Regions from separate parts of the Mus musculus genome. Here region 2 is linked to region 1. The links are chromatin contacts, called in public HiChIP or PLAC-seq maps. All regions are on one chromosome and are shown on one strand. Each heading gives the region's core, a stretch centred on a gene start, on an enhancer-like site or on the middle of the called end of the contact. The rest is flanking DNA. Distances are from core to core; before and after follow the strand shown. Region 1 holds the start of Septin8 (septin 8). Region 2 overlaps Rad50 (RAD50 double strand break repair protein).

What was found. HiChIP or PLAC-seq counts read pairs in DNA pulled down with a chosen protein or histone mark.
Region 2: an H3K4me3 HiChIP or PLAC-seq map of the SCID.adh cell line shows a contact between it and region 1, with 18 read pairs. The contact joins the enhancer-like site here to the promoter of Septin8 in region 1. A contact is called at or near these places in 1 of 39 promoter capture datasets (the HPC-7 cell line), 2 of 484 Hi-C or Micro-C datasets (cortical neurons and nephron progenitors), 4 of 115 datasets of contacts at active chromatin or transcription factors (CD8 T cells, the SCID.adh cell line, embryonic stem cells and 1 more) and 4 of 9 other capture datasets (adipose tissue, embryonic tail, liver and 1 more).

What each region holds. Positions count from the first base shown.
Region 1 is chr11:53,514,774-53,522,566 of GRCm38.p6, forward strand. Septin8 (septin 8) reads left to right here and starts at 4,963. Exons shown (of 10, transcript NM_001347496.1): 1 at 4,963-5,266. The coding sequence starts at 5,237.
Region 2 is chr11:53,650,291-53,658,083 of GRCm38.p6, forward strand. It overlaps Rad50 (RAD50 double strand break repair protein), which reads right to left. Exons shown (of 25, transcript NM_009012.2): 22 at 5,243-5,328; 23 at 4,587-4,729; 24 at 1,944-2,077; 25 at 1-365. The coding sequence ends at 179. Among named protein-coding and RNA genes, the nearest start is that of Il13, 19 kb to the left of the region's middle. Within about 2 kb of position 4,606, at least 40 of the 459 cell types and tissues checked have an H3K27ac peak or open chromatin away from gene starts, as enhancers often do. A contact at or near this core is called in CD8 T cells, the HPC-7 cell line and the SCID.adh cell line, where this site is marked.

The DNA of each region.
Region 1 (7,793 bases), core at 3,713-6,212:
CTCTGAACAGTGTTACAACCTTGTGTGTAACCTCAAAGGTGTCTTTAGGAAGCAATGTCCCCTGCAATCAGGAAATATTCTTTGAGGTTCAACTCTTTTTTTTTTTTTTGGTTTTTTGAGACAGGGTTTTTCTGTGTAACCCTGGCTGTCCTGGAACTCACTCTGTAGACCAGGCTGGTCTTGAACTCAGAAGTCCGCCTGCCTCTGCCTCCAAGTGCTGGGATTAAAGGTGTGCGCCATCACTGCCCTGGTCAACTCTTTCTTAAGACTCTACTCCAACTCTCTTTTCTATTAAGGTTAAGGAACATTAAGCAATAATAATAATAATAATAATGCTTCATTTTGGCAGCTTCGGTATTACAGATCAAATATTTATTTGTTTACTTTTTGAGATAAGATCTTCTCACTGCTGTAGACCAGGTTGGTTGGCCTTGAACCCGTGGAAATCCATCTGCTTCTGCTTCCCAAGTGCTGGGCTTAGATGTGTGCGCCACCCTACCTGTTTCACCTTGGGTTATTTTATTTCTTATATGTCTGTGAGTGTTTGTTCAGACCACGGAGGCATGGAGGTCAGAGGACAAGGGTCATTTCCCCCTTTTACATTTCCCCTTCTACCACGGGAGTTCCAAGAATCATCAGACTTGTGGGCTGTCACCTTTACCTGCTAAGCCATCTTGCTGGCCCACAGGGGACACTTCTGTAAAATATCTGTTAACAGTCCCATAGAGCTTTCTAGAATAGTGTAAAGTGACATTTGTGCTGGCCATTTCTGGGTGGTGACATTGGGGTCATTTAAACGTAACCGTTCTAAGTAAATTATTTAGAGTGTACGTATTGGTTTTGTACAGTCTAGCAGGATGACCCCTGTGGAACTGAGTTACAGATGTGTGCTACCACACTGGACTTTTTAACGTGGGTTCTGGGATCTGAACTCAGATCTCCATGTTTGTACACCAGGTGCTTTGCAGACTGGGCATTCCCAGTCCCTTCTCTAGTATTTCATGGAATCTTTAGCTATACACATGCCAGGCAGAATCAAGACCTCATTTCCCAGCTCTGGCTAATGGAATGCAAGTACCAGAAGTACCCGTGGCAGCAGCTGGGATCATTTGAGGGTGTGTGTTCATTTCCCCTGTACCTTCTCCATTCCTTTTCACTACCTGATTCACAGACACAGTGTCACCCCCACACTGGACCCCGAGGGCAAAGCCATCGGGGCCAACAACAGTCTGGAACAACAATAGTCTGGAAGAGTCAGCTAAGCACTAGGCTATCCTGGACGACATAGGAAAGAAGGGAGGGGAAAAGGAAGAAACTCTCGTGTCGTTGAACTGACTGATCTAATTCCGATTGGTATGTAACCGACACACAGACAGAAATGTAGTTTGTGCTGGGCAGTGGTGGTGCACGCCTTTAATCCCAGCTCTTGGGAGGCAGAGGCAGGCAGATTTCTGAGTTCGAGGCCAGCCTGGTCTACAAAGTGAGTTCCAGGACAGACAGGGCTATACAGAGAAACCCTGTCTCAAAAAACAGACAAAACAAAACAAAAAGTGGAGAAGAGACCGAATCTCTAGAGTGTACCTGTACATGCATGTGCATATACATCTCCAACACACACTCGCACACACAGGGAGTGGGGTTTGAAGCCAGCAGCCATGGTTGCCCCTGAAATCTAAGCACTTAAGAAACAGATGCAGGGGATGGAGCACTGACTGCTCTTCCCAGAGGTCCTGAGTTCAGTTCCCAGTGACCACATGGTGGCTCACAAACATCTGTAATAGGATCTTCTGGTGTGTCTGACAACACTGACAGTGACAGTGTATTCATATACATTATATAAATAAATAAATAAATAAATAAATAGTTTTAAAAGAAAAAGAAAAAGAAAAAAGCAAAAGACAGAGGCAGGAGGATCACAACCAACTTTAAGTCTAGTTTATTCTACAAAAGCCAGGACAACATGGTGAGACCTAGGCTCAGCCCACCTCACCAAATATTTAATTAAAACAATGAAAGAAAATAAAATACAAACAGAAATTTAAAAAACAGAGTTAGTAAACCTACACCTCGAGGTCCGGGGCTCAGCAGTAACTAGAGTGCAGCTGGTCGTCCCTGGTGCTGGGGATAGAACACAGGGCGGTGCTCCTGTCACTCAAGTGGCCTACCACTCAGCCACACCCCGGCCTCCCACCCTTTGATCATTTTATGAACTTGAGATAAAGATCAAGAACTTCTTTTACAAGCCCTCCCCACCAGTGCCAGGGAGCAAGCCCAGGGGCCTTGTTCCTGTGAGCCAGGCAACCCCCTCCAGAGATACATTCCAGGCTTTTTATTAAAGAAGAAAAATGAAAGTCATAACAACAATAACAGGAGAACCATGAAAAACTGGAACCTCTGTGCAACAAAAGAAATGACAAACTATCAACAGACACAAGAGAAGCAAGAGGCCAGGAAGGCCCTGTTTCCTGCAGTGAGGGCTGCCTTGTTTAGATTCCTACTGGCTTTGCATATGAGGTGGGGAGGGATTGGGGTCAGGGCAGGGTGGGGTAGAGAGTGGTATATAGTTTGCTTTCTCTGAGACAATGTTCATCAGGCAACCAAAAGCTCTGAGGCTCTGAGGACTTCCTCCGGGACTTCTTCGCCTTTGATCATGTGACTTTGGGACTCAGCCTACCCTAGCTGTACCCCTGGGTGTGTATAAGGACCACATGGAATACTGCTGCAGAAAATCCTACATGTGAAAAGATCAGTCTACTCACCTTGCAGCCCCCACAGACTATCCTTACTCCTTCAGAAGTGCAAACCCACAGCTGCGTGGACAGAGTAACTCACATAATATGAAAATCAGAGGCTTGGAGATGAGGAGAAAGTTTTCCTAGGAGAGTGGACACTTCTCAAGAGAGGGAAGTCACCAGTCTCCCTGGTGTGTGTGTGTGTGTGTGTGTGTGTGTGTGTGTGTGTGTGTGCCCAAGGAGGCCAGAGGCATCAGACACCCCTGCATCTGGAGTGACATGCTGTTGTAAGCTGCCCCACGATTTGGATGTTGGAAACTATGGGTCTTCTAAAAGACTGCTGAGCCGTCTCTCCATCCTTCCTCTTTTTTATTTGAGACAGGATCTGTCTGGTTGGGATTAAAGGTGAGTGCCACCACACCAAACTAAGTGGATGTTTTGAAATAACACTCGAGTGGAAATGAAAGGCCATTTAGAAGGTAGTCTAAGGCCAAGGAGGAGTGAGAAAGAAAAAGGCAGCGAGGAGAAACTTGCATGTTTCCTTGCAGCAACTGTTTCAGATGATGGAATCCTCAACCCCGCATGCTCTCCCCATGCACTCCGCATGCTCTCCCATGCACTCCCGGGGTCAGACATTAGGGCTAGAGGAGACACTAGCAAACAATGGGTTCCAATCACAATTTAAAGCCCCTTGCTTGTTTTTCTTCATTTTCAGAGACTTGAGGGACCCAGTTCTCTCCATTGTGTAGATCCCAGGGATTGAACTCAGGCCATCAGATTGGGTGGCAAGCAACTTTACCCGCTGAGCCACCTTGCTGGCTCATGGATACACGCCATCAGAAGAGTAGCTTTCATAGTAAGGTTAAGAAGCTGGGTGTGGGATGTGATTCAAACAGGAAAGTTCATCACTAATCCACCTCCCCACTCTAACCACTGTGCTGTGACCCCAGGTGTTTGTTTGCTTGTTTGTTTGGGGGGTGTCTTGTTTCTTTCTTTGGGGGGGGGTCACCAGACTGGCCTCCATTTTGTTTTATAATGGAGGATGACTAGAACTCTGAACTGTCCTGCCTCTAACTTCCAAATACTAGGATTATAAATGTGCCCCTCACATCTGGCTTATGCAGTGCTGGGGACAGAACTCAGGGCTTCCTGCACGCTAGCGAGCAAGCACTCTACCAAACTGAGCTGCACGGGGCCACATTTCTTGTCAGAGAACGTACAAGGAACAACAGCACGGTGGAGCATCCAACAAAATAAAAACACTGTTAAGAACTCCAAGATACTTCAGCTGGGTACCTTGGAGACAAGACATGGTTTGTAAAGAAAGAAGGGAAAAGCTTCTTCTCTCTTCAGAGAGAGAGAGAGAGAGAGAGAGAGAGAGAGAGAGAGAGAGAGAGACTGACTCTATGGAGGGGACAGGAAGTGTTCCACAGCACGGGGTGTGCCAAGTCCAGATGTGGTCTCCAGATACCTCCAGCAGGCATACGTTTCCACTGAGGGGAGGACAGGGTTGTTTCTCAAGAAGATATTGGGGGTGGGATGCACATTCGTGGGTAGTGGAGGGACAGAGGCAAAGTTTGCCTTACTATCAGGGAGACCTTAGGGAAAGGCAGGGAAAAGAAGACGGGGCGAGCTAGATCTTGTAGTCACTGAAAAAGTTTACGGAGCCTCTTGAGACGTTTGTGTAGGTTTTTTTTTGAGTGGTATGGTTGGCGAAGATGTGCGTACTGTGAGAACCAAGTTCCTCTCTGCATAATGCCATAACTCCAAACTCGTGGGACAAGCAGGGTGAGGATCACTAGCAGTATGCTGCGCATAGATGTCGAGTCCGCTTCCCAAACTGCATCTTTCTCCGGTTCATCATTGCGCAAGGAGCCAAAGGCTGCCTGGCAGGATGCACCGGTCCAGCCCAGGGCTCCCGCCCTAGCTCCAGCTTAGAGCATCAGGTGGGACCTATGGCACAGGCAGAAGAGGCTGAGGGATCTCTCTCGGACCTGCAGCGCATGAACCATCCGATCGGTGGTCCCAGTGCGTTTGCAGGTTCCTGTAGAGACAGTCAGCTTGGAGGCAGAACTCCCAGGGCACACGTAGCACCCCTCTGTGCTATGCACTAATCTGGCTTCCAAGGGACACTCAGCAGGCCTCGGAGAGGCCCGGGTCCCCCAGACGTGGCAGTCCGGGCCCCCCACCTCACAGACTACAAGTCCCAGCAGCACCCGCAGCTAGTACCTCCTGCCAAGCCGCGGAGACCCCCGTCGGTCCCAGCCGCGGGGAGTGCGCTGTGCTGGGGCCGAGCCGGGTAGGGAGGCCGGTCCCGCGGGCGGGGGCGGGGCCGGCTCCGCGGCTTCTCCCGCCGCCGCCGCCGCCAAGGGGAGTTTCCAGGAAGTGGCCATATTGGATCCATTCAGCCGCAGCCGCCCGGGCGGAGCGCGTCCCGCAGCCGGCTCATCCCCGCCGCGGCCCCGGCGTTCCCCGCAACCCGCCCGCCCGGTGCGCAGCTCGCCATGGCGGCCACCGACTTGGAACGCGTCTCGGTGAGGCCTGTGGCGCGCAGGGGCACGGGAGGGGGCGCGAGGCGGGCTGTCAGCACCGCGCGGCGGGGCCTCGAACCCCGGGACCCGGGAGCTAACCCCGGGAGGGTGTCTCAGAGTGTTGGGCTTCGCGCGATGTGAGCTCTTTCGCGGGAAGAAGCCAAGATCTGGGCTGATCGGGGCAGGTGTGAAGACAAGACTCGTGTCCAGAGGGGAGGATCCCGGACGCCCCCGACTCTTCTCTCCCAGGGTGTTCCTGCACCTCTGGGTACTTGCCTTTGCCGCGCAGGTGCTGTTATCTGGGTGCAAAGAGTGAGGATGGAGCCCCAGGGATCCAGGGATTTTTCTACCCCCCAGCACACACACACATTCCAGAAAGAGCTCAGGGGAGTTGCAGACTTTGGGTTGGAAGAACCCAGGCTCGCTGCTCATCTCCTCCACTGCCCTCCCGGGAACCTGGATCCTGGGTGCGACTCCAGACAGGTCCAGGGCCTCAGTGGTTGGCTCTGGCTCTGCGGCAGCCATTCCCAGGAGCTGAAGTGATTCCAGATCCAAACCATTGAGTGTTTGTTTGGGCCCCAGTCTGGACCTGCCTCTCTCTAGGCTGACGCCCCTTGGTGGTCCTAAGGGGGGTGTCTGTGGACTTGAGCCAGGCTATAGCATGCGGAGGGAGGCCTTTTGGGGGTTGTCTGCACTCTTGGTGTCTAAGGCTGGATTTGGGTGTGTCTGGGAGGCTAGGCTGTGACGGTGAAGGAAGCTGTGTCCTCTTGCCAGCATGTGAGGCCCTGGTCGACTGGAAGGGGAGGAGGGGAAGAGAGGGAGGAGGTGGAGGAGGGCCCAGGGCTGTTGGAGGGAGGGAGAATTCTGAATGTGTGACCGATAACGAATTGGTTCTGGGGCTAAATAAGGGAGCCAGGACTTATGTAATTTTGCTATAAATACTGTCATCTGAATTTATATATGCAAATTTCTTCTTTAATCTGAAAATACATTTGTTGGTCTTTGCGAATATGCATAACAAAGCAGGAGCTTTCATAATGTGTAGACTGGTGTGTTCTGTGCCCCTTGGGGAGGGGGCTGTGTGTCTGTTAAGTAAGTTTGACTTCATGGGTAACAGATGCAGAGGCTGGGCCAAACCAAGGTCCACTTCACTCCCGCGGCGTGAAATGCAGTACGTAAAATGGAATTTATGTACTGCAGGAAAACAGCTGAGTCCTTATAAACCTGCCTAGTGGATGGAGACCAAAAGGGGTGTGTGTGTGTGTGTGTGTGTGTGTGTGTGTGTGTGTGCCTGTCTGACGCTGTGTTTTCTGTGCTTAGCCGACCAGAAGGTGTGTCTGTTCTGTATTGAGGTCAGAGGTTTGTCTAGCAGTTGATCTTGCCGGATGAGAGTATGTGTAAAGCAGCCAGCATCAGTGGCCCGAGAGGATTCCTAGAGATACCACTTGTTGGTCATGGGACCTCTTGCAAGCTGTTTAACCCTCCGTGTTCTCATCTACAGAGTAAGAGAAAAGCGTATCTGCCTCATAGAGTTGTGTGGATAGTGTCAGGACATGATAAGGACTCAGTAAATACCCAGCTGGGTATGAGATGGCTGCAGAAAATGTGTTTGCCTTGGTCGCACCGTCGCCAGAGGTATCATCAGGGGGCCAGCTGAGCGTCCACATTGTACAGCTGGGGCTTGGGAAGACCTTGCCTCTGTTTGCTTATGGATCGCTTCTGTGGGAAGTCTTCATTATTATCCCCATACTGAGCCAAAGCACAGAGCGGGGACTCAAGTTCAGCTACGGCTGGAATCTTGGGGCCTTGATGGTTGTGCCAGAGGGATGGACGCCTTCCCCGCCCTCTGCGCTCTGGGCTGTCAGCCTCCTGGGAGGACTCAGATGGAACTGAATTTGGGTGGAGATGTCGGGTGGAGTTTGGCTGGAATTTAGAAGTCTGGTCTCTTTCGTCCCTTCCTTATCATCCTGGAAAGATAATTTCCTCTCTTATCATGTGCTAAGCCTTGCTGATTCCTTACAGAGGTGTTTTTTTTTTTTTTTTTTTTTTTTTACAGTTAACTGTAGTTTTGGGCTTATTGGAGACACGCTGGATATTTTGCCAGCTGCAAGGTTTGGCGGCACAATTGGCAGGTGTCGACTGCCCCTCTGGCTTGTGCAAAAGTGGGCTTCAGATAACCTGCAAACTGTCTTAGACTGGAGTCTACAAGAGCACACAGAAAGGTTTGGGCTGTAGTTTGGGGTGGAGAGCTTACTTAACTTGTGTAGAAAGCCCAGGGTTCAACCACCCAAGCTGCCTAGAATTTAAAATGAACTCACTCAGCAACGTACTTTGAGATGGAGGTGAGTCGGGGTCGCTCTGCATAGTCCTGGCTGTCCTGGAACCCACTATGTAGACAAGGCTGACATTGAACTCACAGAGATCCACCTGCCTCTGTCTCCCAAGTGCTGGGATTAAAAGTGTGCACAACCATGCCTGTGTGTTGGTATTTTGACTTACCCTTATCAGCATGGTGGATACACCATAGGCC
Region 2 (7,793 bases), core at 3,356-5,855, 140 kb after region 1:
ACTGTTTATCTGGATGACATTCAGTTGGCAGGAAATGAAAGGCTGAGTGGTGCTGGGAGGTTGCTAGGCCTGTGGGAACTGTGTTCATCTTCACTCAAGGCAGCCTCCCGATCTTAGGGACTCTCAAACCTGACACACATGGTTCCCGTCACACAATCCATATCCTTCCCAAGACAAGTTAGTGAACATAAGAACCCAGGGAGCTGATGCTGCACTTGACAATCTCTGAGCACTGGTCCATGTTCTTCTTCACCCTGTAGAATTTCTCCACATACTCAGATCGCCCTAAGAGCTCCACAAAATCTTCATCGTGAGTGATTACCAGAAGTTGGAAGTTGCGCTGCTGTGAGCGACTTTTTATGATCCTGAAACAAGACATTGAGAATGCTTTTTTATTAATGGACATAGATTAGGAAAAGCCATTGGAAATCCTGTCAGATACAAGAACAGCTGTGTGGCATCCAGGCTTTTCCTGGGCCTTGTGTGACAGGGCCTTTGCCTGCCCTGCAAACAGAGGAGAGCTGAGGCCTTCAACCTAGGCAGGTAAGAGTCCTATCTCCTCCCACACACTGGGATGTGTAGCTCATTCCCCACCCATCTGGCTAAGAACTAGGTGAAGAATTTGGACTAGTTTCCTAAGATCCTAAGCTGCTACTGATGCAGCAGAAAGTCTTCTAGGAAAACTTAAAACATCAACCAGAGCCCAGCTCGCTCCTCTGCCCAGACTCCCAGACTTCTTTCAAAGTCTCAAGGTAGTTCGGGCAGACAACAGGCAGTGAGGGGAATAACACTACCTTCTGAGGAGCTGGGTCTACCTAGAATTCTTCCTCCCCCAGTCACTAGATGCCTCAGTGCAGTGACACACAGGGCCTGAGTGGGTGTATGGGGACATTTTTGCTCATCCTCAGCATGCTGAGGTATCGGCTATGAGTGAGATGCAACAAGGGTTTTAACTCAAACTTGTTTATCACTTGCCCGGGACTAGATGCACTTCATGTTTCAATACCACAACCCTCTTGCTGGTCCCCAGGACAATCAAGACCTGGCTGGAGGGCACAAGTGTCATCATCGTCCTGGAGCCAGGGGTGCACAAAAATACAAGTTGCCCTCCCCGGGGGCTTGCTGACATAAGTGAATGGGGTCACATGACTACAATTTAGCCTGGGCACCGTCTAATCACCAGTACTCTTTTTCCATATCAGCTCTAAGTATCTGGCCCAGGGCAAAGGCACCCCTGTGCTTGACATGAAGGATTCACAGGAAATACAGACAGCCCAGAACGCCTCGCCCTCACTTGCCCTATGCACACTTGGGGAGAGGCAAGATATGGCTGTGTCTCAATACTCCAGCTCCTTCTATTTGATAAGCACTGGTGTTCTAACTGCATATGTATCTGTGTGAGGATGTCAGATCCTCTGAGCTGGAGTTGTGAGCTGCCATGTGTGTGTTGAACACAAGTCCTCTGGAAGAGCAGCCAGTGTTCTTAACCACTGGCCACCCCTCCAGCCTCATGAGTTCTGTTTTGTTTTGTTTTTCAAGATAGCGTTTTTCTCTGTGTACCCTTGGCTGTCCTGGAACTCACTCTGTAGACCAGGCTGTCCTCCAACTCAGAAATCCACCTGCCTCCTCTCCCAAGTGCTGGGATCAAAGGTGTGCGCCACCACTGTCGGGCACGAGTTCTTTTTCAAGAGAATCTGGAGAACTACTATTGAAAAGCAAAGTGCAGAGCCTGGCCTCAACTGAATTCTTTTTGGTTTGGAGTTTTTGTGTTTGTTTGTTTTTGAGCCTGGCCTAGAATTCACTATGTGGTCAAGGCTGGCCCTGAACTCAGTAACCAGCCTGCCTTTGCCTCTAAGTGCTGGGATCAAAGATATGTGTCACCACACCTGGCTCTGTATTTTAAAAAAAATATTACAACCTGCCCCTAAACTTCAAATACTTACTCAACCAAAGCATGTGCAAGAGACTCAATGTTTTCTCGGTCGAGATTTGTTGTCGGCTCATCCAAGGCAAGGATGCCACAGTTCAGACAGAAGGTTTCCGCCAGGGCCAGTCGGATGATGAGAGACGCTAGCACCTGGAGAAAAGTTGCATAACACATGTGAGAACAGAAGGGCATGGTGGATGAACCGAGTGTGGTAGTGCACACCTTTAACCCCAGCACTCAGAAGGCAAAGGCAGGGAGATCTCTGAGTTTTAGGCCATCCCAGGCTATGTAGTAAGAGGTGGGAAATGTCACAGGTGGCTGAAGTCAAGGACAGTTCAATGGAGATACAAGCTTTTCTGGAAGGTGGACCATTAACCACATTTCTCTGCTTATCATTTGTGCTGAAATAAAATACCGAGAAACAGCCTGGAAGCATTCCAGATTTACTAAAAACTGGCATCACAGGCTAACGGTAGATGCATACAATTTATAAGCACTTGATAATATTAATAGCAGTCTTAAGATTCACCTGTACTTCACTACACAGACCAGACTGGCAGCAAACCCAGAGATCTGCCTGCCTCTGCCCTCTGAGCATTGGGACTAAAGGTGTATGAAACCACACCAGGCCTTACAGCCCTCAGCCATGAAACTGACTGGAAAATCCAAGGACACTACATCTTCCTAACCTCACAGGCACTTTAACTTCTAGAGAGATATCTTTAAATCTCCATAATTCTCTGGTCCAAAAGAGAAGCCAGGTAGTGTGTTCTAAATCACACCGTGTCTGCTTGTGTAATTGTGTCAATGAGGGAGAACAAATTCTATGTTGGAGTTACTAGAATATGGCTCTATTTGCATCTATCTGTAGGGAGCCTACTAAATACATTCATGGTTATTAAAAATGAGACATTAAACCCTCAGATTCAGCCCCAGCCCTCTCAGGGTTGGAGGGACACAGCAAAGGGACCCAGACTGTCTGGGCAGTGCATAGTGCTCTTGTGTGAGCTCTAACCTCACTGCCTGCTGAATTTCTGGGCTGCTGAATGCAGGGCAGTACACACTTTCCCTCTGACTCCCCGAGCAGGTCAGCAGAGTGCAGGAGCTTACTGTCCCTTGGAGGGGCAGACACTTCCTTCCTGCTTCTGACCCCTACTCCTGCCCGTTTACCACTACTCACTCACATGACGCTGCAGCTTGGCCCACAGCCTCTATACCATCCATCCGACACCTCTCCTTACACCAGGAGGCAAGCACTGCCAGTTTTCTCAATTTAAGAGCAGCTCTAGGAAAACTGACTTTTGTTCACAAACCATGTTTCAAACTCATTTATAGTCAACATTAGACATCAGCAAACAAAGCAGGCAGGGATCCTGTTTATAGATTACAAGTCAGTCATTTCTTCAGACTATGGTCTTGACAGTAACCTTCATTTGCCTGAAATCGGTGTGAGCTGCCTGGGTTGGCAGTAACGGGGATAATTATGCCAGTAATGTGACATCCTTCCCTAAGCCTGTGAAGTTTTATGAAAATCTGCTTTAATATGACAGCTCAGAATCCGCACTCTGTGTATGGTTAGCAGAAATCAAACATTCATGACCTTCCTGTGCTCCTGGGATGCAGGTCTCATGCTTTAGCCTTATTGAGACATCATTTCTCATCCTGACTTCCCCTGTACTCCAAACCTACATACTACCCCTCCTCCAGGAGCTTCATGTAGTGCCACTGTGTCTTATTTAAGTGGTAAGGGGCAGAAAGTCCCTATGATACCAAAGCTCTGACAGCAGATCTCTCTATTCAATGGTCTGAGGCCCAGCCCAAAGCTGTGCTGGGGAAATGGAGCTTAAGGCCCATGCAGGGGCTATATTCTCAGTGACACAGATTAGAATGTCTCCTAGTTTGCTGTGTTGTTTGTTCATCTGAATATGGCCCTCTGTAGCCCAGGCTGGGCTCACTCACTCTGTAGCCCAGGCTAACTGTGAACTTCTCTCTTGTCTCTACTTCCATGTGCTGGGATTATAGCCAAGTTTAGAGAGTGGTGGGGTCAACCCAAAGCCTGATCATGCTGGTCAAGCACTCTACCAACTTAGGCACGTCCTTCCCCCTACTAGTGTTATTTATGATTGGCAGTATAATTACTATTACTTCTGAGGTTCTGAGATGTTCCTGCCCATTGTTATACCAGAATGCATCTTTGGGGCCCATGAAACAGTGACTTTACTTTGAGGAATGCTGTGAAGTGAAAATGGGTTTGAGTAACTTTGACTCTTTTCCTTTTAAATATATTTATGTATGAGTGTTCGTCTTCCTGTATGACTGCATGACAGAAGAGGGGATCAGAGTCCATTGTAGAAGGTTGTGAACCACCATGTGGTTGCTAGGAATTGAACTTAGGACCTCTAAGAAAGGACAACCAGTGGTCTTAACCACTGAGCCATCTCTCCAGTCCCTTGACCCTTTTTTCTTAAAAGTGATCTTCAGAGGGCTACAGGGCATGTTGGCTGGCACCAGGATGGTGCACTGATGGTAGCCATGTCTGTCTCACAAGGTGGCCAGGAAGCTGTAGGAGCTTCTCGTTCATGTAATGGTCCTCTAAGACTTCTGTGACATCAGGGCCATCTTCCAGGCTAAGATGGCTCCCTAGATTGCTGATACCTGCCTTCTGTCCAGCACTGCATCGTCCACGCATGTCCAAGGCTGTGTCCCCCTTCAGCATCACCACTCGGTAGTTGTAATTTCGCCTTTTATCAGAAGCCGATACATTTTCATCAGCATCAGATCGAATTTCTATGTATTCAATATCTGAGACAGTAAGCAGAGTAATTTAGAGAACCTACACTACACCTTTGTCACTTAAACACATCGTCATAGAAGCCTGGGACGACAGTGAGTCTGATGTCCTTAGGAGCACTGGCTGCCTTGCAAACTCTCTGGCCAGGAAGACTCAGATCATGTGGTCTGCCCAGATGCAGCCTGGATGGCCCACCCCCGCCTGGGCCCAGCTCTTTTCTAAGAGTTTCCTTTGGGTACTTTTCTTATCACACTTGGGCCTATCCCTATCTGCGCTTTCACAGAACCCATTATGTCATCAGCTAAATGTGTCTGCTGCAGCCAATATGAGTCGTACAGGGCTTTGGAAGAGAAACTGCATTTTCATTTTGTTGTAAGATGTTGCAAAGATAAGAATTCTTAGAAAACTCTCAAAGACTTGCTCAGGAAGGGGTTTGAGAAGGCAAAGCTGGCAACTAAGGTCATACAGGAGAGGCTGTGGGCAGAGCTTTGGAACAAGCATTTGAGACACACCATGTTAGTTACCTTGCCCACGATAGGTACTCCGCCAAAGATCACGAATAATTTTGTTGATTTCTTCCATTTTCATACTGTGAAATTTCATAATTGCTCTGGAAAAAGGAAGTCAGTTTTACTTAATACAATATGTACTATTTATATGAAAGACATAACTATGTAGTAGTATATGCTAAATTATATATGAATATGTATACTAATAATGATAATAATATCACTGCCCTAGTACTTTTTTTTTTAAAGATTTATTTATTTATTATATGTAAGTACACTGTAGCTGTCTTCACACACTCCAGAAGAGGGCGTCAGATCTTGTTAGGATGGTTGTGAGCCACCATGTGTTTGCTGGGATTTGAACTCAGGACCTTTGGAAGAGCAGTTGGTGCTCTTAACCGCAAAACCATCTCTCCAGACCCCTAGTACTTTTAATTAGAAAAGTAGACTATGGAAAGGTCTAGAAAAAAGTTAAACAGGACCAAGCAGTGCCATTTCCCTGGTATTGAGAACTGCCAGGCCCCAAGTTGTCACGCATCTCCGTCTTTTCCTCTGGCATCCAAGGACTTCTTAAAGTACTCAGAAGCTGCAAGGGTTGAGTGTGGTGGTACACACACATACACACCTTTAATCCTGCACTCAGGAGGCAGAGGCCAGCCTGGTCTACACAGTAAATTCCCTAAAGCTATACAGTGAAACCCTGTCTAAAAACAAATCCCCAGAACCTTTTAGAAAATAAATCTTTAACAGACTTCTTTCCTAGGCCCTAAGATCACAATGGAGAGGGATTGGGGGGCAGCCTCTCCAGAACTGGCAAGAGGCCTGTTGCGGGCAGACCTATGTGCTAAGGCTGAGGGTGTAGCTAGCCAGAGGTTCTTGTCGCAGAACAAAGTAAAGTCTCTGGAACTGCTGTCTGGCCATTCTAGAATTTTTATTTCTCTTTGAGACAAGGGTCTCTACAGGCTGTCCTCTAGATCAAGCTGGCCTTGAACTCAGAGATCCACCTGATTCTGATTCATGAGTGTTGGGACTAAAGGTGTGTGCCACCATGCACCGTGGCCAGTTTTTCTAGAATTGCTAAGGTTCATCAAAAGCCAGCCCCTTCTACCTTTTATTTTTTAGATCTGTGAATTTTACCAACCCGAAGGCATCTGTGGCTCAAAAGGAGGCCTTGACTTAGAAGCCTGACTCTCTCATCAGTCACCAGGGCTAGTACCAGTGTGCACTAACCTCCACAGGCCTACCCTTACTTCAATTCTCTTTTAAAGCAGTAGTCTCTAGACACTGAAAGAAGAAATGCTTGTGAAAGCCAAAGCTTCCTGTTAAACCTGAACACCATGCCTGCCCTAGCTACCTCAGCTCTCAGGAGACAGGACTAACAAAGTCACTCCAGTGGTAGGAAGGCAAGTTTCACAGCTATCACCATGCAAAGGATGTGCGCGGACTCCCTTCCATTTGCTGGCCTCTTATCTGATATATACAAAAAAAGAAACTAAACGTAATGCCGCTGCCTCTGTACAATCATTCCGTGATCTTCTGGTCACCAGCCAAAGAGAAAGAAATGACTCAACATAAATACGTCTAAGTATCAGATGCAGGCTGCTGAAACAGTAAGCCTGGAGAAGCCTCTCTGCTTCACCAGGTCTCCATTTTCTAACCCACGCTCATCTCTGCCTGATACTTTATGCTTCTTTCATAAAGTGTAGACAAACCAGCTATTATTTTCTTAAAAAGGGAAAATGGTAACAAAAAGTATTTCACAGAATGTTTCGAGAACCAATCATATGTGAAGATTACTTTTCCAAAGCTTTATATGCTAGGATCCTAATTTTATAAATGGCCTTTTAAAATGTTATTTTTTTCCTCTGGTTGGTAACTAACATAAATAAGCTTGTGAATGGAGAACACACACCAAGTAGGGTAGAGAGTCAGAGCAGAGGGAGCCTCGTACAGAAAGGCTCAGGGTGTCACAGAAATGACGACTGCTACAGTTGGTCGGTCGGCTGGCCGGGCAGCTGAAGTTGGGTCTCTCTGGGAGTTAGCAGCACAGTGCGTAACCACTGGGGATGACCAAGGTGACTGCAGTAGGCCATCTAAAGAAGCAGCCACTGACGTAGCTTCACCTTCTGAAAGACAAGCTGTGCTCCAAGTCACATAACATCTCTCCAATCTCCAATTACTACGAAAACAGATCCTATAAAATTTGCCTGAGATACAGAAAGTGGCTAGGAAACTAGCAGCTTTGATTATGGTAGTTTTGTTGTTGTCTGTTTTTAAGGGAGTGAACAGACAAGAGTATTGTCAAATCTTCCAAGCATGTCTACCTTCTGGGTATACAAAGCAGTAGAAAGCAGGAGAAACTGAAAACAGCAAACACTTTTGGGCTTGTTTTTCCTGTGATGAGAGAGGTATCCTAAATGCGTTTAGTCATAAGGGCACTGAATAGAACACGTGCCTGTGGAGCCAGCCTTTCCTGCTGTACATGGAAACCAGGATAAGCACACCTCAGGCAAGCACGCCGTCTACCCCACCCCAGCCCCCTATCTCGGCTTACTGAGTAGTAGTT